Regions from separate parts of the Hordeum vulgare genome. Here region 1 is linked to region 2. The links are chromatin contacts, called in public Hi-C maps. All regions are on one chromosome and are shown on one strand. The core of a region is the stretch at or near the end of the contact, and the rest is flanking DNA. Distances in the headings are between cores, read along the strand shown.

Evidence for each region. Hi-C and Micro-C count contacts between places; a contact is called where the count stands out from the background.
Region 1: a Hi-C map of seedling shows a contact between it and region 2, with 4 times the contacts expected there. The contact joins the promoter of LOC123395406 here to the promoter of LOC123395132 in region 2. A contact is called at or near these places in 3 of 6 Hi-C or Micro-C datasets (leaf and seedling).

The regions. Positions count from the first base shown.
Region 1 is chr5H:65,552,974-65,559,874 of MorexV3_pseudomolecules_assembly, forward strand. LOC123395406 (adenine phosphoribosyltransferase 1) reads left to right here and starts at 1,464. Exons shown (of 6, transcript XM_045090393.1): 1 at 1,464-1,735; 2 at 2,747-2,857; 3 at 2,994-3,086; 4 at 3,193-3,342. The coding sequence starts at 1,666.
Region 2 is chr5H:65,338,158-65,344,941 of MorexV3_pseudomolecules_assembly, forward strand. It overlaps LOC123395132 (kinesin-like protein KIN-12F), which reads left to right and starts at 3,641. Exons shown (of 37, transcript XM_045090067.1): 1 at 3,641-4,240; 2 at 4,718-4,873; 3 at 4,954-5,037; 4 at 5,112-5,231; 5 at 5,340-5,453; 6 at 5,543-5,635; 7 at 5,734-5,894; 8 at 5,978-6,052; 9 at 6,151-6,238; 10 at 6,330-6,388; 11 at 6,484-6,547; 12 at 6,636-6,701; 13 at 6,780-6,784. The coding sequence starts at 3,641.

The DNA.
Region 1 (6,901 bases), core at 214-2,713, 210 kb after region 2:
TGATGATTTCATCCAAACCTTTCCAAAGCGGACCCCCTCTTGATAGTACGGATTTCTTACGACTCAAGTTCACCAAATCTAAATCGACAAAAAATATTGGTCTTCTCTTTAAACATCGAGGAGAAATAAACCGTCTTGTGCCACCTAATAATCTCAAAATCTGAATGCACATGGTTAGTCCGCAAAGGGCATTGTCATCAATCACTAAAACCACATAGAAAACATTATGTTCTAACACTAGTGGATTTGAAGAAAGACTACCCCAAAACCTCATCTCCTTCATGGATTTGAGAAGATCTACCTTTGTTTCTTAGGCCCTGTTTGGAACCACTCAGATTAAATAATCCAGTTTTTATAACCTGTTCTGTATCCAAACAGGACATATTATGGTGTAGATTATAAACAACTAGATGGAGAGATTATTAAAAACTCACAATCTACTCTACCCTAGCTAAAATCAGATTATAGATTGCTAATGACCCATTACCCTTTGTAAAGTTAAAGATAATTACATTCCTGCCACTGTCACCCTCCTCTTTAAAAAAAACAGAGGGCACACATGTCATTATGCAATGTAAAACCTGGATTACGGACATGGATTTTTGGCTTTGGGGAGCATATACTCTCTAATGAACAGTAAAATCAAAATAAATAGTAAATACGTTTCAAAAATTCTGAATTTTTTGTAGATGTTCATATTAGTGTGGCAAGTGTGCTTGCCAATTGTCATGCCATATGGGATAACGGTGCTTCGTTGGTGAAAAGAACAAAATCAAGTGTAACATTTGACGTTCAATTTGTTCATTTTGCACATGCCAAAATACTTAAGTTTTTGACCTGTAAATTTGCATGTGTCATTTGAGTGTGACGACGAACACATCTATTTTTTTTGACATCTGTAAAATACATTTTTAACATGCAGGAGCATATGCTCCCTAGAGCCAAATTGAATATCCGCTGGATTACAGTTTATATAATTTAACCTTCAAACATACCCACTTAGATTATTTTTATTAATCAGATTATATAATTAATCTTTATAATTTAAATTATCATAATCTATTATAGTTTCAAACAGAATCGTAAGCATCAGTTGTGCATTTATTTACCATTGCAAAAATCCAGAAATATCTCCTTTACCCAAGACGGCAAGAGAAAGGCCGTCGCACTCGCACCGGTCGTCTGGGAAGCGGCGGGCCCACGCGTCAGCAGCCCAACAAACCCTCCACGCTGAGGGCCCACATATCGAAGCCGTTCCCGGTTGGTGGAGGCCGCATGAACCTCGCGCCCCACTCGGGCCCGCCACCCCGCGAATCTCAAAATAAACCCAGAACAACGCCGACGCAATCGCAACGAGAATGCCAACCACAATGACGGGTGGGGCCTGTCATCAGCATTGACCCACGTGTCAGCTCCGGTTGACCTCTCCCCCGGTCTGTCGCCGTTATAACTGACGGCGCCCGCGGCGAGGGCGCAGCTGGTTAAAGAGGCTTGCTCCCTTCTCGCTTACTCCCCATCCCGCACTGCCCCACCGCGCCGGCCCCGTCTCCGACTCCGACACCCCCCGGCGGCGCGCGCTCGCCGAGCTCGGTCGCGCTGCGGTTCGGATCCCCCGGAGGCACAGGCGTGCGGCTTCGGCGCCGGCGAGGGTCGGCGGCGGTCGCGATGGCATCCGACGGGCGCGTGGAGCGGATCGCGTCCAGCATCCGCGCCATCCCCAACTTCCCCAAGCCAGGTGAGCGCACGTTGTCGATGCCTTTTCCCGCTCCCCTCTCTAGAACCCCTAGCTGTTCACTTGCTCGCTCGGGTGGGTGGGTCGATCTGGTCGATGCCCATTGGCGGCGGCGGCGGCGGCGGGCTGTCACGGTGTCACCTAGTGTGTCGAGGAAGTTGCCTAAGTATGCTAGTTCCTGTGGTTTATGCGGTTTTGTCCTGTGGTTATCCCACCTAGGTTTGACGGAGTAACAGCGGGTGGATGCCAGTTTAGTGTATTTTCCCCCAGATGCAGAGATGCAAACCACGCTAAATTTTTAGTATGACCAGTAGCCAGGTGGGCTAATTGGCCCATCAGGTGTTGGCTAAATAACTGAGCCAGCGTTGGAGAAAATAAAATCGTACCAAAATCATGGCACCGAATGAAACGGCAGCTGCATTTTAGTCAAGGGAACGTGTAAGTTTGGTGAGGTAAACTTCAGCTCTCAAGATGTATAGACCAGAACTAACTTAAGTGTGTAAATTGGTGTTGTGCATATGGCTGCTGCGGTAAACGAAGTAAGAATTTTCTGTGAGTTTTTATGGTAAACCAATAGTCCTTACACGCAGGATGTGTCAATTGCCATTCCCATTTGCCAACAGCAGTAACAGCTTGTGTAGGAAGCTAAGCAAAGTACTCCCTCCGATCCATATTACTTGTATAATACTTATTTGTCTAGATACGAGTAGCAAACTACTTCAGATTTATTAATAGTAAATTTATACAATTGCTTATCATTTATAGGCTAGTGAACAGAGACTTGGATTGTGCCGCAGGGAATTAATTCTGCCGGTAGGAATTAGCCTATGTTCACACCCTGATTTTCCTGTAATGATGGTCACACCCACATGTGAACTATTGGTTTGTGTGGCGTTGTGTTGTTGGTAAATGGCAAGTGTACCTTTAGAGCAGGAATGCAGGACCATGCGTGCTCTAGATTGTTACATGTAAGGAATTGCTTTATTTAATCATGTATCCTGTTTCTTCGTGCAGGGATTTTGTTTCAGGACATCACAACCTTGCTTCTCGATCCACAGGCATTCCGTGACACCACAGACCTCTTTGTGGAGCGGTACAAGGACAAAAGCATAACTGTAGTTGCTGGTAATGTGATATTAAGCAGAGTGCCTTTTTGTATTAAATGTTCTTATTATTTATAAAAAAGCCAAAACTTTAAATAAGATTTTGGTTCTTATTTTCTCTGGTGTTAATTTATCATATTTGTTGCTATTATTATCAGGTGTTGAAGCCAGAGGATTCATTTTTGGCCCCCCTATTGCATTAGCCATAGGTGCGAAGTTTGTTCCAATAAGGAAGCCGAAAAAACTACCTGGTATGTTCTTTCAGTGCTTAATATGCGGCAGCTGCTTTTATTGAATAGGTATACTTCAGGTCTCGAACTGGATACATTAGCTAATAATGTTGCATATTTATACTAGGTGAGGTGATATCGGAAGAATATTCTCTGGAATATGGCACTGACAAAATCGAAATGCACGTAGGAGCTGTGCAGCCCAATGACCGGGTCCTTATTGTGGATGATCTAATTGCCACAGGGGGAACCCTTTGTGCCGCTGCCAAACTTATTGGTGAGCTTCTATATTCAGTTCATAACGTGCTTTGTTCCTGTGTAGAAATATCTTAAATGCGTAAATGGAAAACCTTGTTAATCAAGGTTCATTTGAGATTTGACTTACAAGTTGCAAAATATATGACCTCCACCCCAACCACATGGAACTTTTTGCCAACCATATTCCTGGTTCCTCATCCTCAAGTAGTCTCCCACCTCTCTTGAAGTACCTAGTGATAATCCTTGAGAGGAAGACCACAGATATGTTTGAGATTTGAAATCTACAGAGAAAAGCATCGAGTTCATCTCCAAAGATTCATCAAACATATTTCTCTTGGAGATGAGAGGGAGGGAGGGAGGGAGGGAGGGCTTTGTTTTCGGACAACTCAACAAGTAAGTTCCCCCCATGGATCCAAACTTCGGCGACAAATTGTTGTCTCGTTGGTTTACGAGAGAGAGACATTTGTTTTCGGACAACTCAACATGTAAGAACCCCCATGGATCCAAACTTCGGCGACAAATTGTTGTCTCGTTGGTTTACGAGAGAGAGAGAGAGAGAGAGAGAGAGAGAGAGAGAGAGGGAGAGGGAGAGGGAGAGGGAGAGGGAGAGGGAGAGGGAGAGGGAGAGGAGAGGGAGAGGGAGAGGGAGAGGGAGAGGAGAGAGGGAGAGGGAGAGGGAGAGGGAGAGGGAGAGGGAGAGGGAGAGGGAGAGGGAGAGGGAGAGGGAGAGGGAGAGGGAGAGAGGGGGGGAGAGGGAGAGGGAGCGAGAGAGGGGGCGGGAGAGGGCGAGGGCGAGGGAGAGGGAGGGAGCGAGAGAGAGGGAGCGAGAGAGAGAGGGCGAGGGAGAGGGCGAGGGAGGGCGAGGGAGGGAGGGAGAGGGAGAGGGAGAGGGAGAGGGCGAGGGCGAGGGAGAGAGAGCGAGAGAGGGAGCGCGAGGGAGAGAGAGAGCGCGAGAGAGAGGGCGAGGGGGAGGGGGAGGGGGAGGGGGAGAGAGAGAGGGAGAGAGGGAGAGAGAGAGACCTTTGTTTTCGGTCAACTAAACACGTAAGATCCCCCATGGATCCAAACTTTGGCCAACGTGGCAGCTACCACGCACAATTGAGTAAATGGAAAACCTTGTTAATCAAGGTTCATTTGAGATTTGACTTACAACTTGCAAGATATATGACCTCCACCCCAAACTTGAGATAGCTGCCAACCACGTGGAACTTTTTACCAACCATATTCCTGGTTCCTCATCCTCAAGTGGTCTCCCACCTCTCTTGAAGTACCTAGAGGAAGACCAAAGATATGTTTGAGATTTGAAATCTACAGAGAAAAGCATCGAGTTCATCTCCAAAGATTTATCAAACATATTTCTCTTGGAGATGAGAGAGAGACCTTTGTTTTCAGACAACTCAACACGTAAGATCCCCCATGGATCCAAACTTCAGCGACAAATTGTTGTCTCGTTGGTTTACTCTTTTCGCCTACTTTACTAGCTAGTTGCTTTGGTTGCTTGTGCTTGTAGTTGCTTAGCTCATATATTTTATTCCACCTAGCTTTGCGTTAGAGAACCTTTTGATTCTGCAATTATTTGAAAAGTTTAACTTTTGAAGAAAATATCCAATTTGGAATAAAATTTGGTAGTTGCCTATTCACCCCTCCTCTCTTGTTGACATCTTTGAACTTTGATCCGAAGTAAAGAGAAAACAAAATCATTCACAACTTAAATGTCCACATCTGTGCATATGTACCAAAAGTATTTAAATAGCGCCTTCTAAAAAACTAGCCGTTGGTTTTTTTTTTTTTTTGCAAAAAACTTGACATTCCAACTCGGATCCGGCGCTCTTGATTCAGTAACCAACAACCACTTTGGCCGACGTGGCAGCTACCACGCACAATTGAGCAACTGCTTCTCACCTGGACACTCTGGATGCCCAATAGGTAGCCACAAAGGCTTCTCGAGGTAGTGCAGGTATGCCTAGGGTCAGATGCATTTGTCTGGCTCCAACCCAAATACTCTTGCTCGCATAGATTTGGTTTGCATATAGGCAATAATTTTGTCTTTGGGTGACAAGGTTCAAGTAATGTGCATTGAGCTATTTCATGAGCGTTCCATGGAACCCCCCTTAACAGTACGACTTACATATATACGCCCAATGTAAGCTTGATCACTTAAGCCTAGGAAAAACTTTTGTTCTTTTGGTTTTGCTGTCTTTTAACTTTTTAGTTTGGGGATTCGTAATATCGCTAAACTTCACTTTCGTGGTACTAAATCTGAGCTTTCACTGATGAAAATTATTAGCCCCTTGATGGCTTGTCATTTATTACCAAACCCCACTGGGGTGGAATGCACTTTCAAATGGTAACATACCTGCCAAGTTCTGCACGTTATGCAGTCCAATTATGCTTATATTAGTGCATCTCCAATAACAGCCCTATTTTTGGGCACGAAAACAGGGTGTTGTAATAAAATTTTGGCGCAAAATTTCGTCACGATGAGGCGCCGTCGCAAACAGCTGCCCTAAAATAGAGCACCAAGATCAACAAAACCAATTTTGTTTTGAACTAACATTTGAACTACCATATACTCCCTCCGTCCCAAAATAACTGTCTCAAGTTTAGTACAACTTTGTACTAGAGCTAGTACAAAGTTGAGACACTTATTTTGGGACGGAGGGAGTATCATATTTAAAACAAAGTTCGGCCGAAGTTTGAACATGCAAACTACAAACATAGTTCAAATACTACATGCCACTTAAACTACCAACTTAAACTATGGCAAGCAAACTACGAACACTACAGATTCTCCTAGTCGATATCATTGGACCCATCACTCCTGCCGTTGTAATCAACATCGACCACACCAGAGGCTCCTATATTCTTCTTCTTGCCCTGTGATGACGAAGGCCTTGCCTTGTCGTTGTTCTTTTGCTTCTTGGCGTCCCTCTTCCAGAGTTCTTGTAAAACTCCATCTCAGCTTGCACATACTCTGGCTGTGCCCTAACAAATGCCCTCATGGCCTCATCGTCGCTCTCTCTGATGTTGTCCTGCTCGTCGACAACAATGCGGATAGCCGGTTAGATCGGGCTCGACTCGATGTCACCGGCGGCCCGACGAGCCCCGGATCCATCCGAGACTTAATCTTTGGGAAATTGAGCTTTGGGCGGGAATGGGAGGCGGCAGCACGATTTGTCGGTCCGGCGGCCGCGCTGTGCGGCGGGCGAGTGGATCCGGCAGTGGCAGGGTGCGGCAGCCGCGGATCTGCAGGCGGCGGCACAGGTGTGTGCCTGAGCGTGGGGAAGATGGTCTGGGTCATGGCTGGAGGCCGTTTTGGTTTTACGGCAGCAACCGAAGTGCTGTATATTTGCAGCACTTTGTGCTGTTTCTTTAGGGCTGCCCAATTTGCAATTGGGCAGCTGTTGGAGGCTGTTTTTTTGCCCTAAAAATGCCTCGTGCCCAAAAATAGGGCTGCTATTGGAGATGCTCTTAGAGGTGTGAATTGGTGACCCTTAGGGTGCTGACATCACTTCCGGAAAACTAGTTCATTTGTTTGAACTAAAGAGTGTTAGAGGGTACCCTAAAGGTTATTTGCA
Region 2 (6,784 bases), core at 2,391-4,890:
GCCGTTTAACAAACATAAAATGTGATTAGGACAAATCTGGACATAAGTAGAATTTAACGCGTGGGGTCATTTCGGAGATGTTATATGACGTTTCCGACCTCATTTAAAATGCCTAGCTAGGTAGATTAATTGTGCTTCACCCTCGTCCCATGTTCAACAACATTTAATATAGTCGTGTACCTGAACGAGAGTGAACTAAATAATTCAACGTGGAGTTTCGTCGATATGCAACTCGTTGCATATCGAGCTTCACTTAATGTGTAGTGTTTGATTGTTGTGATTGTCATGCCTCGCATTAGACCGTTCATGCATCATATGTGTCTTGCATCGTGTGGTGAATATCGTGTGTTGATTCTTGTTTTCGTTTTCCTCCGTCTCGATAGAATTCCGTAAGCGTGTCGGATTGTGAGGACGCGTTCGACTATATCGGTTCGTCTGCTTCACGGAGTCACGGAGTCATTCTTCTTCCAAGCGGGATCTCAGGCAAGATGACCATTTACCCATATACCATTACTATCATTGCCATGCTAGTTATTTCGATGCTGTCGTTATGTCTCGTTGCCTACCACATGTTAAATATCAGTCTCTCAACAATGCCATGATCACCTTCAACCTGTTCAACCTAGCAAACCACTGATTGGCTATGTTACTGCTTGCTTAACCCTGTGTTAGCGTTGCTAGTTGCAGGTGCAGTTGCTTCCATGTGATAACATGGGTTCCTTGTGTTTATCACCCTATTAAATGCTATTTAATTTAATGCACCTATATACTTGGTAAAAGGTGGAAGGCTCGGCCTTTCTAGCCTGGTGTTTTGTTCCACCTTTGCCCCCTTAGTTTCCGACTACCGGTGTTATGTTCCATAAATGAGCGCTCCTAACACGATCGGGGTTGTTATGGGGACCCCCTTGATAATTCGTTTTAGATTAAGACTGGTCTGGCAAGGCCCAACTTTGGTACTACATTTGCCTAATAACCTAATAATAATGCATAGGGACCCGCCGGCACCCGCGGACTATTTTAATCAACCCCCGGGCCAGTGCTCCTCATGAGAGTTGGTCCCACCTGAGCGATGTCCGGCGCCCCTCTGGTCACCCGGAGGTTTAGCGATCCCGACGTCTAGCTCATCCGTCGTGTCATGAGAACGAGGTACGCGACTCCTATCGGGATCGTCGACACGTCGGGCGGCCTTGCTGGATTAGTTTTACCTTTGACGAGATATCTTGTGCATCGGGATTCCGGTGATGCTTTGGGTAATCTCAGAGTTGAGGTTTTCCACTAGGGAATCCGACGAGGTCGCGAGCTTCGTGATTGAGGATTTCTATGCGGCTTTTGGTAATTTGTTATGGACTAGTTAGAGCACCCGTGCAGGGTTAAATCTTTTCGGAAAGCCGTGCCCGCGGTTATGTGGCAACGTGGAAGCTTTGTTTAACACTGGTTCTAGATAACTTGAACTTAACTTAATTAAAATATGGCAACTGTGTGCGTAACCGTGACTGTCTCTTTCGTGAGTTCCTTCTCCGATCGAGGACACGGTGGGGTTATGTCTGACGTAGGCAGGTGTTCAGGATCATTAATTTGATCATCCGTAGTTCCCGTCCGCTATGCGTAGATCTTTCCCCCTCTTATTTCTTGTACTCGTAAGTTTAGCCACCAAATATGTGCTTAGCCGCTGCTGCAACCTCACCACTTAACCATACCTCATCCATTAAGCTTTGCTAGTCTTGATACCTTTGGAAATGAGATTGCTGAGTCCCCTGTGGCTCACAGATTACTACAACACAAGTTGCAGGTACAGGTAAAGGTTACTTGACGCGAGCGCGTTGATTGTTCATTTGGAGTTGCTTCTTCTTCTTCTTCTTATTCTTCTTCGATCTAGGATGGGTTCCAGGCCGGCAGCCTGGGATAGCAAGGAGGGACGTCGTTCTTCTTTTGTCGTTTGTTTTCGTCCGTAGACGGACCGTGCTCTTAATCTTGATGATTATGTAATGTACTGATGTGACTCTGATGTAGCTTGTGGCGAGTGTAAGCCAACTATATATATACCTCTTCTTTTCAGTACATGTACTTGTAACGATATCCATTTTTGCGACACGACGAGATGCGCTTCTAACCCTGACGAGGCCTTCGTGCCAAATTAAGGATATGGTCGCATCTTGGGCATGACAATATCCATATGAAGCGCGTGCTTCATATGGATAATGTTGAATCTGTCATAGTTGCTCTAAGCCTACCACATGTCGATAGCTTGTGACAAACAATGTCTATGAAGAAATATAAATTAAAATAAATTCAAAAGTGATCATGTTTTGTTATGAGACATATGACGAAACCCACTAGACGACAAATTACACACGTGTACTACTCCTGATTTTGTTTCACACTCAATTGAAATCCATCACCCCCTGGATGATTAGGGATGTAAATGGTAAATAAGTGGCACCCACAAGTTCCATTTATTTAGCTTTTTCTAGCTTCATAGTTCAGTTTTCTCGAAAAAAAACAAAATTTTGGACTACTACATAATAAGCGGGTTTAAATGAAACTAAATGTGACCCAGTTTCCATCCCTATGAATGATATAACCAAAGGCAAAGTGAACTACTTTGATGTACGTTATTCTCATGCCATTGAGGATGCCGAGGTTTGTTTATTTTCATGCTATCTACGTAGACGACTTAATATTTCTTAATGCGTGCCGTCAATGTTCCTCATCGGATCATTATAATTATTTTTCCACGGGTATTACATGGACGGACGAACATGTTTGCGCGCATGGTACATATACCACATACCAAGTTCCACTTCAACATTTTGACCAATTTACCTGTTGATGATTGATTCGGATCCACCTTCACGTATGATGGCCTAATTAAGGCCCCCTGGCACACCATCACCAGTACCCTAGGACCACCGCACGTCTCGTGTTATTATTTTAAAAGAGGAAAAAAAACAGGATCACGCGAGCGAGACAAGAAGCACGGCGAGCCATTTCGAGCTCTCGGTTCAAACGCGGGGGTCGCCCACCGAAAAACGGTCTCCAAATTTCGAACCCTTCCAAGCGGGGGCAGCCTCGCCCGCGATCCCATCGCAGCCGTCCATCTCGACCCCCGATCCGCATCCCGTTACTACCCTACCCATACCCCACCCACACCCCCTCGCGCAAACCCAAATCCTTCCTCCCCCCCCCCCGCCCTTCCTTCCCCCTCTAGCCTGCGTGTGCGAGAAGAGAGAGGGGGTCTAGAACCTTCTAGAACGGCGAACACTAGGCCCAGCTCGCCGCGCAGCCCTAGGTAGGTAGGTCCGGTCGGCGACACGATCCGCGACCTGCGCCGGGGCGACGTCGCTTGTTTCGAGTTTTTTTCCTTCTGCAATCTCCCCAGGTTTCGAAATCTCCCGCCCGCGGCGGGCGGCCCTGGATCTCCCCCGCGGAAGAGGGTTCTAGGGGCTGCGGCGGCGGCGTCGCCTCACACCATTCGCCGCCTCGCGGCGCTCCTCGCCACCGCCGCCGCCACGTCCGCGTCCGCCGCCTCCGGGCTCAGGTGCGTCCAGCTTCTCCGGGAAAGGCTTCGGCCCCAGCTCGTTCGGGCTTTCTTTTCTTTCTGCTACGGGGGTTTGAGCCAGGCCCGTGGCGTTTGCGCAGAATGATGCGGGATCTCGACGCCGCCCGCCGCACCCCGGCCAGGGCCTCCGCCTCGGAGGCCGGCAACGACGAGAACGCGCCGGGCGACGGCTCGGACGCCGCGGCCGCAGCGCTCCTCGGTGCCGCGGAGTCCCGCCCCCCTCTCCTCGTCATCCAGCCGCAGGTGTCGGGGCTGAAGCGGAAGCCGGAGTCGCCGGCGCCCACGCCCTCCAAGCTCCCGTTCCGGACCCCCGAGAAGGCCGCCGCGCGGAGCCGGTTCGGCTGGGCCCCGCCCCGCGCCGAGGAGCTGCCGCCGCGGATGGGCGCGACCACCATGACCACCCCCCGTGCGCATCGCGGTAAGGCCGTGCCGGCGGCTTCCTCCGAGGGCGGGTCCACGCACAGCACGCCCACGAAGAGCGTGTCGAAGCCGGCTTACAGTGTGGGGCCGAGGCCGGTGACGAGCGGTGGCGCCCGGGGCCCAGGATCGGGCTTGGGGTGCTCAATGGCCGTCAGGGGTGCGCCCGCGTCGTTTGGGCCGGCGACGGTGGTGAGTTCTGTGGAGGTGCCCCAGTTCGAACTGCGGGAAGATCCCTCCTTCTGGATGGACAACAACGTGCAGGTATGCACTCTGATTTTTGTTGTTCCCTAGTGACACCATTTATTCGTTGCTTGGTAATATGTATACATTGTGTCTACTCATCATTTAGCTCAAGTAGTACATTTGTGGCTAGTGATTGATAACTACAGAATTTCATTTGGTAGTCTGAGTCCCAACGTATGAACGGGGAAAAAGGAACTACCTTTTTGCTAGTTTTCTTCCGACTTAGGTATAGTAGAACTTGAATTTTTCCTCAGTTAACAGTTATGTACTAGATGACCGCAAGAGAAGTTTGTTGAGTTGTTTCTCTTTTGTTTCTTCCCTTTTGCGCTTTCTTGGACGATTATCCGTTCACATTTAAAACAAGGCATGGATGCATGTGAGCTTTAAATTGTGAATCAGTACATGTGTTGGAGAGTCAGCCTCACCATCCACATGATTCCAAATACAGAAAAACGTCACCCTACACCTTATTTACATTCATTCTTTATTCTCCAGGTTGTTATCCGTGTCCGCCCTCTAAATAACTCGGAGAAAACTCTGCATGGTTATAATCGGTGTTTGAAACAAGAAAGTGCCCAGACTATCACATGGATTGGTCAGCCAGAAACCCGTTTCACCTTTGACCATGTTGCTTGTGAAGGAGTGAACCAGGTCAGCTTGAGAACGATTTGATTTCATTCTTTGATTCTATTTCTCAGATTGTGGTTAACGGATGAATTTGAAATTGGCAGGAAGTACTTTTCCGTGTTGCTGGCTTGCCAATGGTTGAGAACTGTATGGCTGGATACAACAGCTGCGTCTTTGCATATGGGCAGGTAGTTCGCAATGTCTTTGTTTTATTTGTTGACCATGAGGATTTCATGCTCTTAAACCTTTTAACTGATTGCAGACTGGAAGTGGAAAGACGTACACGATGCTTGGTGAAATTAGTGATCTAGAAGTGAGGCCTAGTCCAGAACGTGGAATGACACCACGTATTTTCGAGTTCCTGTTTGCGAGAATTAGAGCGGTAACAGACTCCTCATGCATAACATATTCATTAGTGTCTACTGCATGAGCAAGTATCTCATCATGCTGCGAATGTTGAACCTGTTATGTGTGCAACCCAAAACTGTAGGAGGAAGAGAGCAGGAGGGATGAAAAGCTCAAGTACAACTGCAAGTGTTCTTTTCTTGAGATTTACAATGAACAAATTACAGATCTTCTTGACCCTTCGTCCACAAATCTTGCAGTACGCTTTCACGCTATTGTTAAAGGGAATACCTAATTAGTGCAACACTATTTTTTGTGATTTTGCTAAACATGAAACCTAATGTGCAGCTTCGGGAAGATACAAGGAATGGAGTATACGTAGAAAATCTGACTGAACTTGAAGTTGGCTGTGTCAATGATATCATAAAACTTTTGATGCAGGTAATATAGTTATTATTGATTTATTTTTTCTTGTGAATGTCTCATGGCATACTGCCAATGAATTTGAGCTAATCGGTTTTTTCTGAAACCTATTTCAGGGTTCTATGAATAGGAAAGTGGCTGCTACAAATATGAACCGTGAGAGTAGCCGCTCCCATAGCGTGTTCACATGTATTATTGAGAGTACATGGGAGAAAGATGCTACAACTAACTTTCGGTTTGCAAGACTGAACCTAGTTGACCTTGCTGGGTCAGAAAGGTAGGCAGACAATATACTCTCTTGTGTCACAGTTTATTGTGCTAAGTGAACTATCAGTTCCTTAATATATCTACCTGAAACAGGCAGAGAACATCTGGTGCTGAAGGTGAGCGGCTGAAGGAAGCTGCTAATATTAACAAATCGTTATCAACACTGGGGTTCGTATCTAACACTCAAAACTTTTAGTTGAATAATTATTTCAACATGGTGTTGCTATTACTCATCCAAGTGTCCTTAACTGAATTGTGAATTGCAGTCTTGTGATAATGAGTCTAGTTGATCTCACAAATGGGAAGCAAAGGCATGTTCCTTATAGAGACTCAAGATTAACGTTTCTTCTCCAGGTAGCAATCTTGAGATAACATATTATTGTGTTCATTATTGTTGCTTTCCCTTGTGTCCGAGTAATTATTCTACTCCCACTTTCACATATAGGATTCACTTGGTGGAAACTCCAAGACCATGATCATCGCAAATGTCAGCTCTTCATTGTGGTAATGAATTTTGGATTTAAACCCGACCTAACTTTGATAGAGCTTGAGATGCATTTTGGTATCCTCTTACTTTTTTTGCGTGTGTGTTTAAATAGTTCTGGCAATGAAACACTCAGTACCCTCAAGTTTGCTCAGCGTGCAAGGCTCATTCAAAACAATGTAATTATCTGCCCTTTAAGTCAATTTTCATTTCCAAAATATCTTCGGTGACTAGCCATTTGCAATTCTCACCTCTTAAAATTTGAAGGCTGTTGTGAATGAGGACGCTTCAGGAGATGTTCTAGCTCTGCAGCATCAAATTCGTCTTCTAAAGGTAATGTCTGCAGAATTTGAATCCCACTTCCAGTTCAATATAACATCACCCTAAACTAAAAGAAGGTCCTTGTTTCAGGAGGA